2 separate regions of the Mus musculus genome follow, and region 1 is linked to region 2. The links are chromatin contacts, called in public Hi-C maps. All regions are on one chromosome and are shown on one strand. The core of a region is the stretch at or near the end of the contact, and the rest is flanking DNA. Distances in the headings are between cores, read along the strand shown.

Region 1 (5,152 bases), core at 1,054-3,553, 380 kb after region 2:
TGACAAGCACAGATGTTACAGTTGTGAAAGAGTATCAATAGCCCAGGTATTAGACTCCTTAGAAAAAATCCTTAAGACGTCAATGCCTGTAAGAAAACAAAAAGAAGGATTGTAAGGACCGGGGAGGTGACTCGGAGGCCAACGGTAAGCTGAGAAAGCTTGCTGACCCAAGTGTGACCCTCAAGACCCACACAAAGGTGGAAGGAAAGAACTGATACCACCAAGTTGTCCTATGTCCTATGTGATGTGCACTGTGACACACACATGTATACCATGTCCCCAGCATGCCATGCACACACTAACACACACACACACACACACACACTGTGCAAATGTATACAAGAACAATAAACACATAACACATTTTGTGAAAGAATAGTGCTAGTTTAAAACGGCATTGGGAGGGACAGGCTTCCTATCCTGGGGTTGGTTAAATTTTCTGATGCCATTGGAAGACACTTTTCCTCGTGTTTGTTTGAAAAAGGCAATATATACTTCCAGTAGTAAATTAAATATATCTTGTAAGCCTTCCCCAAAGTTTGTCTACTATCCATTTGAGTAAGAAAAGACCTTGTTTTTGGTTGTTTTTTTTTTTTGTTACACTTTTATTTTTTATTTATTATTTATTTAATGTATATGAGTACACTGTAGCTGTCTTCAGACACATCAGAAGAGGACATCAGATCCTATTACAGATAGTTGGGAGCCACCATGTGGTTGCTGGGAATTGAACACGGGACCTCTGGAAGAGCAGTTGGTGCTCTTAACCATTTAACCATCTCCCAGCCCTTGTTGCACCTTTTAAAATGGCAAAAGCATCAGGTATCGTGACACATATCTTTAGTCCCAGCACAGGAAAGGCAGAGTGTACTCAGGGCAGCCAAATCATTAGAAGGAAAAATGGAGGGTAGCTAATAAAACAAGCTAATGAGATTGATTCATCAATGCCAATTTGAGAGCTATTAATTAATCATTAGATTCTGGCCTGAGATGGGCTATGTGTGCATAGGGGCTAAAGCCCCTAGGCTTTAGGGCTCCTATTTCCCTTCACAGGAAGGCGTCCTCCCACTGGAAGATATGTGCCTTAGTGTTCAACTCTGTTCTAAGGCCTGAGTTAGTGATGTCCTGCCCTCACCTTCTCTTCCATAAGCTCCTTGATAAAGCCTCCAATCATATTCTGCTATTGCTGCTCATCCAGGAAGTGTCCCTTCCACTACCTCAGGAGGGGTATGCTGTGGGAAGGGCAATCCAGCATCTTTCAATTGTCCGCATTTCTATGTCCACAGGTGTTACTGCTGTTACACCATAGATGTGGTGGCCAGTGTGGCCTTTGGCACCCAGGTGGACTCCCAGAATTCTCCAGAAGATCCCTTTGTGCAACACTGCCGGCGTGCTTCCACCTTCTGTATCCCCAGGCCTCTCCTGGTATTAATCTGTAAGTGCAGCCCCTACCCAAGGTAGTGAGGCCAGATCACCACCCATAGGACAGCTTGCAGGGTTGAGTCCCTTCCACCAGGAATGGTCCCAGGATGTTCTCTCTGAGACATCCCTCAGGAACTTTATCTCCCTAGAGCCACTAGAATTCTCTTGTCACAATCTGGGGTGATTTATCACCAACACAGGTAACCCTGGATCCTGTTTGATAATCCTAATGAGAAAGGAAAACTGATACATAAAAAGGCAGTCAAGACTTGAACCCAAAGTCTCTCATTTCCTAGGGTTGGTTGGTTGGTTGGTTGGTTGGTTGGTTGGTTGGTTGGTTGGTTCGTTAGTTGGTTTTTGTCCCATCACTCAAAACCCTCTTCTGAGGACTTCTCTACCAGAAGCCAACAACTCCTAAACATGAAATCAACAGATGGGTCACTGGAAGGAGGCTTCATGTTAACAAGACTAGACCATTGGATTAATTTTACAAGGGAGTCTTTGCCTTCCAGCTAGTTCTGGAATCTACTTGCTTTTGTGGAAACAGTGTGTTGCTGTTACTGTATTGTTGAGCTCTTCCCTGCCTCTCTGATATATTGGCATAGTCTAGTCACTTCTTGGCCAGCTTCATTCTTCCTCCTTCTCCTCCTCCTCCTCCTCCTCCTCCTCCTCCTCTCCCTCCTCCCCCCTTTCTTCCTCCTAGCTCTCTTCATCTTCCTCCTCATCTTTCCTCTTTTGTTTCTCTTCCTCCTCTCCCCTTCCTTTTTCAAGACAGGGTCTTGTTATACAACCTTCTCTTATCTCCAATTAACACCCCCTCTTGCCTCACTCTCCTGAGTATTAGAATCATGGACCATTTGCTTGCTTTTCTTCTTATCTCTGAGCCAGTTTCAGCAGGAAGCCCTGTAACCTCTAACATCAGCACACTGAAACCTGTAGGCATTTGTGTGGAGTCACGCAGCCTCTTTGTGTCCAGGAGGTCTGCTGGGGCTAAGGCTGCCCCACCTATGGACTTTCAATTATAGACAGGCCTTCCACTAACAAGGCCCCTGCTCTCTACACTTTTAAACAGAGGTGTATGAGCTCTGGGATCTCCTGTCTCCAGCCTGACTCAACACAAAAGGTTATGTGCAGCTTGGCAGGCTGAGAGTCAGTAGAGTCACATGCCCCTGTGGCAAGGCCTCATCCCTGGGCTCAGAACATCTCCTAGGGAAATATTAAGTGTCCTGATCCTGGGAGCCTTCTCCTAAGAACCCAGGCTGCATATTGCATGGCAGGGGAATATCCACAATAGATGAAGCCAGTGTCCTTGTCAGCAGCTGCAACAACATGTTTTAGGGACAATTCAGATGGCTGTTGTGGGGACATTTATCCAGATAAAGACAAATACAAATGACCAGAAAGTCAATAAAGTAGATGGTCTGCTATGCCCCTGTGACGGCTTGGCACACAGCCAGTTACCCATTCTGTCCTGATGAACTGCAAAGACACTTCCCCCTCTAAGGTTGGAGATAAGAATTTCTAAGTGTAAAAGTGGGTTTGTAAGGCCAGGTACACACGAGGACTTACTTTATTGCACAGGCATTTAATGATTGCTTATGATGTACAGGGAATGGAACAGAAAGCTAGAGTCAGATCAAGCCCCACTCTGAGAAGCGCCAAGTCCACAGGGAAGACAGGCCTCCCAAGTGGCTCTGATTCAAGGCTGGTGCTTGCTTCCCAGCCACAGGAGTCTAATAGCCCTGCTTCATTATCACTCCCCCTTCAACGCTACTTTTGTTTTTCTCTTTCAAGTATCATTTCCATCCATAATGGTCCCATTGGCCCGGATTCTGCCCAATAAGAACCGAGATGAACTGAATGGCTTTTTTAACACACTCATTAGGAATGTGATTGCCTTACGGGACCAGCAAGCAGCAGAAGAGGTAACTATTTTTATAGGACACAGCCTGGAAACAGAATGGAACCTAATTTGGCATCACTCTCTCTTTTCTTTCTCCATTCCCCCACAACTCCTCACGTCACATGGGTCTCTCCTTTACTAGTCTCCCATTCTGAGCTTTCCAGAGCCAGTAGAAAGCAATGGGAGGGAGGAATCGGAAGGATAATAGGAGAAGTCCCACCAATGGGCCTATCCCTGATGTGAGTTGTTGAATGGATGTCAACCCCTGACTGTCTCCCATCACCTGGCTCTTACCCCCAAGCAAAGGTTGCAGTAGCCCAACCCCCACCCCAGAATTTTCTAAGTCAGCACCTCATGCAATTTTCATGAGCATAGTCTTTCTGCTGAAAAACAGCAAGATGGGGCTTTATAGCATGAATAGCATAAATATTAGCAAGAAGTTTAGGCAACTGTCAATCAATCCCATATTCCCTTTCAACATGGAGACTCTTGCTAGAAAATTTGTGATTGAGGCTCCCTGCTCTCTTTAGCAGGCTGCCGTGTTTCCCTTTTCCCTTACAGACTCACACCCTGCTTGGCACATAGTGGGGATAAGTAAATATTGGCTGAACTTGACTCTAAATAGTATGCGGTTTTCAGTATGAGAAATAATCTTCCTGCATCAGAGATACTCTTTGTCCACATTAAAGTTGTCCATTATGGGTCTCATCACACTAAAGACAGTCACAAAAAAAAAAAAAAAAAAAAAAAAAAAGGACTAAAAGGGCTTTCACTTAACTGCCTTGAGCAAGATGAAGCTTTAAAAGGGTTTTCTCAAAGACTGTGGCTCAGAGGGATTCGTGAGGCCTGATGGTTAAGGCATTGGCCTAGAATGAAATCCAAGTCAATTAGTAGCTTGATGCATTTAGCAGCCTTGGGCAGCAGCCTGTCCTACTCAGCTGCACACCCTGGGGACTCTGTAGCAACTGTGTCTGGATAGGGAAGGTGTGGGGACGTATATACCAGCTCTCAACCCCTTGGCCTATACCTTCATCAGCTCCACTTGAATGTCCTTAGAGGTGGGGGAAAGTGGGCCAACTGGTATACCTGGCCCCACTCTAAAGCCAGAAAAGCCAGGACAATTTCATTCAAGTATATGTTTCTAGTGTGTGAGGAGGAAGCCCAAAGGACAAGAGATAAAGAACCATTTTCTTTTGTTGTTGTTCTTTTTTTTTTTTTTTTTTTTTTTCGAGACAGGGTTTCTCTGTGGCTGGCTCTCCTGGAACTCACTTTGTAGACCAGGCTGGCCTCAAACTCAGAAATCCGCCTGCATCTGCCTCCCAAGTACTGGGATTAAAGGCGTGCACCACCACGCCCTGCTCAAGAACCATTTTCAAACCTCATCATTTGCTGCAAAGGGCTACCTTGTGAGAGCTCTTTCTCTCTCTCTCTCTCTCTCTCTCTCTCTCTCACACACACACACACACACACACACACACACACACACACACACTGAAACCCACTGGCTGTAAAACCAAGCTAAAAATTAAAAAAAAAAAACAAAACTGTTGCTCTGAGTGACTGAGAGGTGAGAGGTTATTAAAGAGCCAATTACTGGGATTGCCTCAAGCTTTTCCTTCTATAAACTTTACAGCTATTTGTTTCCAACAATGAGTTGATCCGAGAAAAACCTCCCAACCACAAATCCAGGGCTGCCCATGTCAAGACAGATCTATACAGTTACTAAGAAAACTCACTTAGAACCCTTCTGAACTCTGTATACATTCCATCAAACAGATGTGTGTTTGCACAGTAAAAATGCCGCACAGATGTTAAAAGGTAAATATT
Region 2 (5,387 bases), core at 2,542-5,041:
GTCCCTTCCGAACTTCCTGAGTCTGAAGAGGCATGAGGCCACTACTGTTTTTAACCAGTACTCCAGGGTAGGGCTAGCAGATAAAAGAGGTAGTTTAAAGCAGAGGCAGTTGAGTTTGAGGTCAGCCTGGTCTACAGAGCAAGTTCCAGGACACCTGGGACTGCACAGAGAAACCCTGTCTTGAAAAACAACAGCTCGCCGGGCATGGTGGTGGACGCCTTTAATCCCAGCACTTGGGAGACAGAGGCAGGCGGATCTCTGAGTTTGAGGCCAGTCTGGTCTACAGAGTGAGTTCCAGGACAGCTAAGGCTACCTAGAGAAACCCTGTCTGGAAAACAAAATAAAACAAACAAAAACAAACAAACAAACAAACAAAAAAGAAAAACAACAGCAAAAAAGAACAACAACAAGGGGTAGTTCAATTCAGTCAAAGTCTGACTTCAGGTGAACAAGACATTCATTCTGGAGGTCACACTCAAGCCCTTGTGTTTGCACAACAGGCCCCTTACCAACTGAGCTGTCTTCTCCTAGTTCCATGAAAATGCATCTTAAAAGGCATGGGACTGTGATTATAGGTTGCCTGTAACCCCAGCACTTGGGACATCAGCAGCTCCAGACCATACATGATGATTTCCAAGCCAACCTGAGCTACAGGAGAGTCTCAAAAAACAAACAACAAAAACCCAGACTGAAAAAATGGTGGGGGGAATAGCTCAGTGATGGAGCTCACACCTGGCATAATCCCTAGCGCCCTTTGTCACCATCAACCTTCTCTTAACAGAACTGTCCCACCCTCAGTCCATGTCCCTAGTGCATTTTAAACCTCTGCTCTTTCTACCTTTCCTTTTTTTCGAGACAGGGTTTCTCTGTGTAGTCCTGGCTGTCCTGGAACTCACTCTGTAGACCAGGCTGGCCTAGAAATCAGAAATCTGCCTGCCCCTGTCTGCCTCCCAAGTGCTGAGATTAAAGGCGAGCACCACCACTGCCAGGCTAGAATTTTTCTTTTCTTTTTTCTTTCCTTTCCTTTCCTTTCCTTTCCTTTCCTTTCCTTTCCTTTCCTTTCCTTTCCTTTCCTTTCCTTTCCTTTCCTTTCTTTTCTTTTCTTTTCTTTTTTTTGAGACAGGGTTTCTCTGTGTAGCCCTGGCTGTCCTGGAATTCACTCTGTAGACCAGGCTGGCCTCGAACTCAGAAATCCGCCTGCCTCTGCCTCCCAAGTGCTGGGATTAAAGGCATGCGCCACCACGCCCGGCCCAACATCTTCCTTGTAGGGAGCAGGCACCCTTGTCACCAAGTCCAGCAGGTGCTCTTCTTTGTATGGTGGCCCCTGGAGCCTTTGACGGTTCGACATGGCCCTTTTCTCACTCTCTTCCTGTTTTGTTTTGTTGTTACTTGTTTTAGAGTTTCCCAGCAACCCAGGTTCTCCCAAACCTGGAGATGAAGCGGATGGAGATGGCTTTAAACTCCTGATTCTCCTGCCTCCACCTCTGAGCACTGGGACTGCAGGCATGCACCAACATACCTGAGTACTTTTCTTGCCTTAGAGTCCCTCTCACCCACACTTTCCCCAACACCAAAGCTGACTGGCTTTCCTCCTTCCCTTAGGCTCTGCTGTCTCAGGTCTGCTGTCTTCAGCTTCTCCCCATTTTCATTATTTCAGGGGGAAATGTTTCCCACCCGATACAGGTTTATATATCAAAGTCTTCCTTCAGCTAGAAACAGAGTCACTGAGGAGGTAATTCGTTGAGAGAAGGTTACACTAACCCAATGTAGCTTGTGTCTCTAGAAAAAGAAGACATTGAGAGACCTGTGCACAGAGAAAATGCCAGAACTTGAAGGCGGGGATCAGGATAATGCATCCAGAAGCCAAACAAACAAAAACACTAAGGAAATCATGAGGGATGTCAGCAAGCTCTGAGAAGCCAGGAAAAAGGGAAAGAATAGATGCTCTCCTAAGGAACTGGCCCTCCAGACACCTTGATCTTGAATTTCTGGTCTCCAGAATTGAGGGGGTAATTGACCGCACTCAGCCTGTGGGACTTTACCCTAGCAGCTCTTCCCACCTAGTAAGCTGGCTTCCTGGGAGGGCTCTGCCATCCTGGGTGGTCAACTCAGCATGTTTGTGACGGCCTCAGTGGCAAGTGAGGTGTTCCTTTTAGGAATCTGGCACTCCAAATGTGGGAAAGGCAGAGCTGGAAGTATCAGAACCATCGGGGAAGCAGCTGCCGGAAGATCTGCAAATACTGCCCCAGTCTCGAGGTTCCTGATCGTGGCTGGGCGCCAGGCTCATTCGTTCAATCTTCTGGGCTTCACGAGACACCGTGTATCTTTCTTTTTACTGTGTGTCCTGTTCCTTTGCTAAGCTTTGGTGTTCTAGTTTCAGTTCTATTTCATTCCTGAGGGAAAGTCAGGGCAGTCACATGTCCACAGTCTGGAGCAGAGAGAAAGACGTGAATTCGTGTTCCTTGTTTGTCTGTGCTTAGCTTGACTTCTCTTACACAGTTCAAAACTTCTGGCTTAGGAATGAGGCCACCTGGGCTGGGCTTTTCCCACATCAATGGCCAATCAAGACAGTCTTGCACAGATATGCCCACTGGCAGCCTGATCTAGATTACTCTTCAATTAAGACTCTTCCCAGGTCATTATAGGTTGTGCCAGGTTAACATTTTAAACTAACCGTCACGGTTAGCATCTCATTTACTCAAATGCCAGTGGCAGGAAGCCCAAGTCCTTCCAAGTCTGGAAGGTTCCTTTAAAATAAGAGTCAGGCTTTGCTCTCATTGCACTGCTACAAGAGCCTTGGTGCCAGAAGCCGTTTCTAACTGCTATGATGGAAGCTAGTGAGTTATCCAGATCCTTGGAGGAGATGGGTCAGATGCTGAAAAGAAGGTCAGACATCCACTGCCATCCTTCCTTCCTCCCGTCTTCTCTCACTTGCCCTCACTTGGAGTTCCGTGTGGTGGCTCAGCAAGCAGCCCAGTGGGGTAACTCTTATGTTTCGGGTAGTTTAGAATGTTAGTTATCCACCCAAGGCATTCTTTGACAGGAAGAAATAGCTTCCCCTCCAAGAGTTTCAACAGAACCTCATTAGGGCTACTGTGCCATTTCCCGTTCTGAAGCGGTAACTCTAAAATCAGCTAGGAGACAGGCTGAAATTGGGGAACTAGATAGAAACCATTTCCATGGTGAAAATCTTAAGAGATTAAGCTCCAAGGTGGTTGGGGGTTAGTGTCTGGCCTGGAGTCTTAGGTCATTCCATTGTATATAGTCTCAAGCAGGGACACTCAGAAGGAGGTAAGAGACCAGAGCGCGTTCTCTCTCTCTCTGTCTCTCTCCCTCTCTCTCTCTCTCTTCCTCCCTCCCCACCCCCCTCTTTGTAAGGCCAGAGAACCAAGCACATGGGAGCTGCCGCTTTCAGGCGCCTGCAACAGCTGCCTGTTTCCATCTCTGGTTCTCATTGAGAGTGATGTTTGGCACTGTAGCCTCCAGGGTGTTTGTAATGGCACTCACTAACCATTACTGCCCGTGTATCAACGCTATCTTTATTTTTAATGTCTGCCTCTGCTGGTGAGCATTTGAACTGTTACTGTGGTTAAATACCTCAGTGCTGCCCATGCTGTGGGGATAACTCCATCTACAATCTTGTACTGTGTTGTTTAAAGAGCACATCTCTTGAGTATCTCAGAACAGATTCCGTTGAGTGAAATTGCTGCGCTGAAGGGTGGCCACAACTTCAAATGTGATGAGTAGTGCCAAGTCACCCATCAGAGGCTGGGCAAACAGTCTGTAAGGACCATTCCCTTCAGACTCACCACAGCCCCATGTTATCAATCTCCTTAGCTTTTAAACAACACATGGGTGAAAATATTGAATTTCAATGCACATTTCTTTAATTATGCATGAGTATGAGGTTGAATGACTTTTCATTTGTTAATGGTGTTCCAGAGAATTGTCTGGGCCAGTCTCTTAACCCGGCTAAAGGGCCACTGAGATTCCCCTAGTGCCGGTTTCAGATCACTGGCTGGTTCCAGGAAGTGGCCCAGCAGGAACCCTGACCACACCATGGAGTTCACTGGCCAAGGAAGCCTGATGCTGATGGTATCTGCTTGTTTGATCAGACAGAAGAGCTAAGAGTGATTTTACGACAGCTCTGTTCCCCGGAGAGGAACAAACACGATCATTTGAATTTCCAGCTATGTCACCTCCCTGGGACATCCTAAACTGTCCTCATCCGTGGAGACACACGAGGACATGTGGGTGGTCACCTCAGAGCTGGCTTTCTGGCATGGCTCCTCCTTAGTCTATGTTCCTCCACCTGCTCAGAGGTTTCAAGACACCCGTGCTCCAGTGGCACCCCTCCCCCATGGTGCTCAGTCTCATCCTGGACAACCCTGAGCACCGTGAGAAGCTAGCACACTCACGTGTCTGTTTTATCATTTAGTGCTGGACTCTAGCTCTCTAGACATACTTGCTCTGAGATCAAGGTCTGACATGCCCAAGGTCTGACATGCCTAACCTGCTTCTGGGATGATGTCACCCAGTGGCTTAGTGAATACTTGCTAATAAATAATGCCAAACAGGCAGCAGGCAGGGTGCCTGCTTTACCGCGTCTCAGTTTTTCTTTCTTCCTAGTTTTTAGTTGATGAAATTTAAACATTAAGGACAGTGGAAAGACTACAAAATGTTGGAATCTGTCTTCACTGTCAGTTTGACTGGAATTAGAATCATCATAGAAACACACCCCTGGATTTTCCAGAGGTTTAACTGGGGGGAAGACCTACCCTAAGTGTGGATGGCACCACTTCATGTGCTGGGGTCCTGGACTGAGTAAAAGGAGCGAGGGAGCTGAGAACCAGTGGTCATTGCTCGCTGCTTCCTCACTAAGGATACAGTGTGACCAGCTGCCTCTGGCTCCCGCTGTCAATCATTCTCCACCAAGATGCACTTGCCCTCCTACTGAGCCAGAATCACTCTTTCCTTCCTTCTTCCCTCCCTTCTCTCCTTCCCTCCCTCCCCCTCCCTCCTTTCCATTGCTTTAGTTATATATTTTGTCAATAAATAATATTGATAGCCAAAATATACCTCTCACCTAGATCCTGCAGCTGGAATTTTGTAATACCTGCTTTCTTTTTCTGTTCCCATGCAAACACACTTTATGTCACTGAGCCCTTGATGGGGAGAGCAAACCTCCTGAAGACTCCTCCTTCAAAGCTTCAGCACCCCCCCCCCTCCTCTCAGAGCACCAGCACCATCCTCTCGCTGAGCTAACAGCGTCATCACACTAGAGACCATGTTAATTTTGCCCCAGTGACTTTCAAACCTGGTTTCCATCAAAGGTGGCACACTCCAGCTAGTCACTGTGCCTACTAACGCTTCGCAATCACTCTGGA

The links. A called contact is a pair of places that touch in the nucleus more often than the background predicts.
Region 1: a Hi-C map of the HPC-7 cell line shows a contact between it and region 2, with 1.9 times the contacts expected there. The contact joins two enhancer-like sites. A contact is called at or near these places in 19 of 39 promoter capture datasets (the 3T3-L1 cell line, 3T3-L1-derived adipocytes, the C10 cell line and 13 more), 3 of 15 datasets of contacts at CTCF or cohesin (the G1E-ER4 cell line, embryonic stem cells and large pre-B cells), 17 of 484 Hi-C or Micro-C datasets (the Ba/F3 cell line, the HPC-7 cell line, bone marrow-derived macrophages and 3 more), 4 of 115 datasets of contacts at active chromatin or transcription factors (acute myeloid leukemia, embryonic stem cells and pancreatic cancer cells) and 1 of 9 other capture datasets (embryonic stem cells).

What each region holds. Positions count from the first base shown.
Region 1 is chr6:39,019,753-39,024,904 of GRCm38.p6, forward strand. Tbxas1 (thromboxane A synthase 1, platelet) reads left to right here. Exons shown (of 13, transcript NM_011539.3): 7 at 1,287-1,435; 8 at 3,217-3,347. Among named protein-coding and RNA genes, the nearest start is that of Gm23010, 8.7 kb to the left of the region's middle. Within about 2 kb of position 2,304, at least 7 of the 459 cell types and tissues checked have an H3K27ac peak or open chromatin away from gene starts, as enhancers often do. A contact at or near this core is called in the HPC-7 cell line, where this site is marked.
Region 2 is chr6:38,638,335-38,643,721 of GRCm38.p6, forward strand. It overlaps a transcript of Klrg2 not described here. Among named protein-coding and RNA genes, the nearest start is that of Klrg2, 3.8 kb to the left of the region's middle. Within about 2 kb of position 3,792, at least 24 of the 459 cell types and tissues checked have an H3K27ac peak or open chromatin away from gene starts, as enhancers often do. A contact at or near this core is called in the HPC-7 cell line, where this site is marked.